Linked DNA regions of Mus musculus: region 1 is linked to region 2. A link is a contact called in public promoter capture Hi-C data. All regions are on one chromosome and are shown on one strand. The core of a region is the stretch at or near the end of the contact, and the rest is flanking DNA. Distances in the headings are between cores, read along the strand shown. Region 1 holds the start of Wdhd1 (WD repeat and HMG-box DNA binding protein 1). Region 2 holds the start of A530076I17Rik (a long non-coding RNA gene).

Region 1 (2,972 bases), core at 309-2,808, 1.6 Mb after region 2:
CTATCTGGACACATAAAAGTGCAAATTAAATAAAAACAGTAGAGGGCTAATGGCAAAAAAAAAAAAAAGATAAAAAAAGGAAGGAAAGAAAAGGAAGGGAAGGAGAGAGGGAAGGAAGGAATATGAATAAAATAAATGTTTAGAAGAAAAAAAAGATTAACTCCCAAATTGGAAAACCCAAAGGGGGTCATAGGAAAGTGTTCATCAGTGTAGTAGCCCTGCCTGTAATCTCCGTGCTTGCCAGGCAGAGGCAGCCTCAGCTACACGTTAAGTTGGAGACCAGCCTGTGCTTTAGGAGGCCCTCACTAGGACACCAGCTTCTAGGCAAGAATGGTCCACTTGAGTGGGCATGCGTGACATGGCTGCTATAGGGGTAACCAAGTGCTTTTTGGATTTAAGGTCTATTCCACAAAGGGGAACCCATTCTTGGTAGGTAAACCCTTTCAAAAGCCCATAGCAAGGGGAGGTCTCAGGCCCTAGGGGGTACACTACTGCATAGCTAAATTGCATAACCTCAAACTGCTGTCTAAATATTTATGTACATTTCAAATGCTACCCTCAGCCTTTATTAGGGAAGCCTCAGCCGGCCTGGAGCACGCCTTTAATCCCAGCACTTGGGAGGCAGAGGCAGGCGAATTTCTGAGTTCGAGGCCAGCCTGGTCTACAGAGTGAGTTCCAGGACAGCCAGAGCTATACAGAGAAACTCTGTCTCGAAAAACCAAAAAAAAAAAAAAGAAAGAAAGAAAGAATTAGAGAAGCCTCTATTTCCAGTAAATGGTGGTGATTGTAGAGCCTCATGACCGCACAAGGTGCTGACAAGAAGCGACTTCTCAGTATTGAGCCCTAAACTAGACATTTACATTATGTCCTCTAGTACACAGGGGACACTGTGAAAGAGGAAGCTGCAAAATTCCATCTCCTGGGCACGACAGTCATTGCAATTTACAGCAACTGCTGATGCTTAACTGTCTCATAAAATAAACATGACACCGAATGAGGACGTGAGTGGCGGGAAGGCACTCCTCTGGGTAAAGGATTTTAATTTTCGTGAGGTCCTAGAAGTGCCACGACAGTTCAAAGCAAACAAGCCTCAGGGCAGAGGCGCTCCTTGTTTATTCCTTCCTCTGTCCCTCCGCATCGGTCATCTTCGACCGGCTGTCCATACCGAGAATGACGGCTAACATTCACGCTGGACCCGTCCTTTGTTTCCAAAGACGCTTACCTTCCAGAATCATCAAAGCAGACTTCGGTGTGCCCTTCCGTATGTCCGTACCTCATGGGCTTCTGTGTGGCCGGCATCTTTCCCTACCTGAGCCGTTTTGTAAGAACTGGTATTTTTTTCAGTAGGGCGATCGTCCTCTCCGCGCCGTGCAGTCCTGTTTCCCTCACCCGAGGAGCCACAGCACGATGCAGCGGAAGGTATGTCACACACGCCCGGGAGATGACAAGCTTTCCCCTCTGCAAGCACGGGCAGCGGGGGCGAGGAGCAAGCGGTGTGCACCAGCGTCTGCTCTGATGGAAGCACGGAGCCGCTTCCCGCGCTCTGGCGCGCTCGCCCTGTGCGCATGCGCGGCCCGCCGCCGCCCAGCCCAGGTCCGGCCCGAGGTCGCCGGGTGGTGGCGTCAGAAGCGCGCCGCCTCGAAGCCGAGAGCTGGTGGCTGGGGCCGCTCTGAAAGAAAAGGTGGGAGCCGAACCCGGAAGTGGCGGCGGTCCCTGGAGAGCAGGCGGAGGCAGCGGCAAGTCTGACTCTGGGCTGACCGTGGAGCCGGGGCGGGGGCTGACAGCCAGGCCTCCGCCTGGCGGGAGCCGCACGAGGAGCGGGAGTGGCCGGGCCTCTCTTCCGCGCTTGAGCGAGCGCCGGGTGATGGCGGTGGTGATGGCGGCAGGCGCTCGGACAGCTCCGCTTGAGCTGAGCTCGGAGAGGTGAGAGGGGGAAGGGTGGCGGCGAGGGCTGGGGTTTGACGCCTGCCCTTTCAGGATCTCCTCCCGAGCCACCGTAGTCGCCTCCTTGAACCGATCGAGCTCCTCGGGACCGGGTTAGGGACAGACCTTGGCAAGCCTTTATTCTTCACGCCCTTCGTGCCCTCAACTTTGTCATTTCTGTGGTAATAAAGGATGGACTGATTCTTGTTTCTTGCGACTCTAGCTAAATAATGCTAAAGAGAGTTAACTTGGGTTTTCTATTTAGTTCCGACCAAAGTTTACCAAACTGCTTTTAGATCTAAAAGGAGAGGTCTAATTTGTATTGTTACAGGTTTCTGTTCATCGTGGCAGTCGATAACACATCCTCTACTAAGTCAGGTCTTGGCCCGTTAAGTTTATGCTTTTCTTGTTTCTTCACGTTCTCCATATTAATAAATTGGTCTGTTGAAAATTATGATTTTCGGTGATAATTGGGGCTTTGACGGCGTTTTTGTGGTACCCACTGTACAGTTTCAGTCAGACTTATTTTTATTACCGGAAAACTCTACAGAGGTAGATCTAGATAACTTATTAAAAAAATTGCAAGCTTAGTTATTACTCAAACCGTGGTATTCTTGCTATGGTGGCATTTTGTAAGGCATTTCTAAGAACCTGGGTTCCAAAAAGACACTCAGATTTGTATATGAATAAAAAGGAAGAGTAGTTGGCTCAAGTAGAATCTGAGATTCTTTTTTAAAAAACAAAACAAAACCCTATTGTTAATTTCCCACAAGAATAAAGGCACCTGAGACAATGACTTTTGAGTAACTTACTTTTATTTTGAAATTATTGTTTTTAGACAGGCCAATTTATAATTCTTTTGCCCAGTACCTGGACAATAAAAATGAGTAGGTACAGTGTGAGGTTCAAGTTGAGCTGATGATACTCATCTATATATTGAATATATTGTAATGGGATTTCAGAGTAATGCTTTTCAGAGCTCACCATTCAGAAACTTGCAAGTGGGAACAAGAGTTATTGATGTAAATACTTTAGACAGTGCCTGTGAT
Region 2 (3,175 bases), core at 126-2,625:
AACATCCAGCACAGGGCTGATATACTTGCCTTTCTTTGTAAAGGTGGGTATTATTAAATGCAAAGTGAGACAGCATACATGGACCCTTTGGTGGTGGCTCCCGTGACTGTCATCTGTCATAGTTGGTAGCAGGCACATCATGCAAAGGGAGTCTTTCCTATGTTGCAACATTTTTCTGCTTTAGCCCTTGATTTTCCTCTGTCTGAAGTCCTACAGAGTAGAGCCAACGGTCCTCAGCTGATAAAGGACCTTGCTTGTTTTCATTTCACTCCAGCCTTGTGATTTCTTAGTTGCAAAACCGTCTTCTCAGAACTCTTGGCCAATCCCCATGGAGGTCAGGGGAAGGAACCCAACTTCTCTGTCCTGGAAGGGCCTGAAAAAGCCCACACACACACCCTTTTTTTTTTTTCTAGAGCTGTTCACAAGTTCTTTTTTGTTCCTTCTTTTTGGAAAGGCCATGGGCATGAATTTCAGCTCACAGGGAGTCCTTGTTGTAAGTCTGCACTCTGCACAATTCAATACTATGGAGCGTCCTGGTGCCCTTGTCCCTGTCCATGGGGTTCTGGGAACTAAACTTTAGCACATTTTTCAGTAAGCTTAGGGATATTCCTTAGGGGACCTATAGTTCTTTGGACCATACAAATTTATCAAATATCATGAAAGCCCCATTAGATCAAAATCAATGTTAATTGGGTAAGTCCAACTTTCTGGGAGTTTTCTAAGTTGATAACTTAGTAACTCTAAGCCAGAAAGGTGAACTCTGAAATTCATTATTATTTGAAAGAAGGATAAATATGCAATTAGAACGTGCTTGTTAGGGTTAATTTTGCTGTGATGAAACACCAGGACCAGAAGCAATGTGGGAAGGAAAGGGCTTATTTGACTTACACTAGCTTGTGTGAAGCTGACATAAAATTAGCCAGCACAACTGACTTCTTGTCAACTTGGCACACAAACATATCACTCTTAAGCTACAACCTTTCCTTTATTGTTTATCCCAAAGATCACACATTAATATAAACATCCTAAGATAAACATTTTACGGACTTAGAACATCTTTACAAATTCAAATACTTAAAATTCAATCTTTAAAAAAAAAGTCTCTATTAAAATCCAAAAATCTCTTCAAAAGTTCAAAGTTGTTCAACTGTGGCCTCCTGTAAAATAAAAAATAAGTTAACTTCTTCCTTACTTCAAGAGAGAAGAACCAGGGCATAGTTACAGTCTGAACAAAGCAACCCCACACGCTAACATTGTAAATAACTCGGTGTCCAAATTCTGGGATTCACTCACCATCTTCTGGGCTTCTCCAAGGGGCTTGGGTCACTTCTCCAGCTCCATCCCGTGCAGCACACACAGCTTGCCATCTAGGCTCCAGCTGGCTCTATTCCACAGCTGCTGCTGTTCTTGGAGGTCATCCCATGGTACTGACATTTCCAAAATCCTAGGCTCTCTTGATGTAACTGGGCTGCACTTTCACAAATAGCTTCTAATGGCTTCATTAGAGCAGCCCAGGGAGCACAGATCAATGAGATCATGAAAGGCCTGAATGCTAGACCAGTCGGTGTCAATATAACACAGTCATCTCCCTGGATCTGTGAGCCAACCAACCATTGGCTGAAAATGGGAAAAGCGATTATTTGGTACTGAATAGAGACTATCCATAATCCCTAACCACCACAATGGAACAACAATTTACATACATTTATATTGTATTTAGCATGAGGAGTCTCTTGAGTACTCAGGTAATTTAATGCATATTGGTGGATGTAGGCTGTAAGTGTAGACAGCTCATAGTACAGAGGAAAGATAAGTTCCAAGATCTATCTACCTTGGATACCAAAACTCAAGGCTCCAAAATAATAGGGTATAGTGTTTGCATATAAACTAACCACAGCTTCCTATATCCTTATTCTAATGTAAATGCCATATTGATAGTTGCATTATTTAGACAATGATGATGACAAGACTGTACATATTCAGCATAGACACGGTTTTGTTTTTCCAATTATTTGGATCCAATGTTGGTTAAATCTGTAGATACATCAGGCTGTCTACACTTTGCCATTTCATATAAGGGACTTGAGCATTCAAAGTTTTGGGTACCCTTGAGAAGTTCCAGAACACATTTCCTGTGGATACAAAAGGGTGACCGACTGTCTCCAAAACAGAAAGTGCTGGTTAGGTTCATGTGAACCAGGTAGAAAATAGACAAGACAGAAAGTGAGGACTTTTGAAGAGTTTGAAAACTTGTGTGTTTAACTGAGAGATGGGGTGTGGAGAACGTGCAGGTGGTCGTGTGTGAAGGTCGGACGACAACTTTCAGGGTTTGGTTTCTCCTACCGCTTTTACATGGGTTTGGGCAATCAAATTCAGATTGTCAGGATTTTGTAGCAAGTGCCTTGCTCATGGAGTCTTCCATCCTGCAGATTCTTTAGAGCTGATTTTACATGCATTCATTTATCCACTTGGCGTATGTGTGTTCTTGGGTGGTGTAGATAGGTACTACAGCACACACTTGCAGACCAGAGGACAAGGTCATTAGGAGTGTGTTCTCTCATCACCGTGTGGGTTCTGGGGATTGAACAAAGGCTATCAGGCTTGGAGGCAAGTGTCTCTGCCCACTCAGCTGTCTCTCTAGTTTCTCAAGAGAGTCTTGATATGAATTGTGTGCAAGACAAACCCTTTTCAAAATTAATTAATGAATCACTCACTTTACATCCCAATATCAGTCCCCCTCCTCCCATGTAAGTCCTCCCTCCGTTCCATCTTCTGCTTCCTTTTTGAGAAGAGAAAGTCCCCCTCTGGTGTAACCCTCCCCCCACTCCCCCCAGAAGGCAAACTCTTGCTGTGTACTTTTGACTTCCTAAAAATCGTAAGATAGTATTACCAACAAACTCCTAAAATGACTGTTACACGGTTATAAACCTCAGCAAGTAACAATTGCAGTTCCATTAGAAAACTAGATAAAAGCCAGGAATGGAAAATTAGCAAAAGAAGGAATGAAAAATTAAAAATTATTAAAAGAGAGGATCAAAAAAAAAGTTCATCTGGCACTTTGACTGATGACCAAACAAATGAAATGAAATTTGCTTGTTCCTAATCACAGAGAACCTGGAATGTTATCATCAGCTCCATCCCAGGAAACCTGGAATGCTGTACTCAAGAGGTGATA

What was found. Promoter capture Hi-C pulls out the DNA fragments that hold promoters and counts their contacts.
Region 1: a promoter capture Hi-C map of liver shows a contact between it and region 2, with 3 times the contacts expected there. The contact joins the promoter of Wdhd1 here to the promoter of A530076I17Rik in region 2. A contact is called at or near these places in 4 of 39 promoter capture datasets (hippocampal neurons, liver and pre-B cells).

The regions. Positions count from the first base shown.
Region 1 is chr14:47,275,299-47,278,270 of GRCm38.p6, forward strand. Wdhd1 (WD repeat and HMG-box DNA binding protein 1) reads right to left here and starts at 1,559. Exons shown (of 25, transcript NM_001360532.1): 1 at 1,223-1,559. The coding sequence starts at 1,299. It overlaps Socs4 (suppressor of cytokine signaling 4), which reads left to right and starts at 1,622. Exons shown (of 2, transcript NM_080843.3): 1 at 1,622-1,923.
Region 2 is chr14:45,667,123-45,670,297 of GRCm38.p6, forward strand. A530076I17Rik (a long non-coding RNA gene) reads right to left here and starts at 1,376. Exons shown (of 2, transcript XR_003951190.1): 1 at 1,294-1,376; 2 at 1-1,157.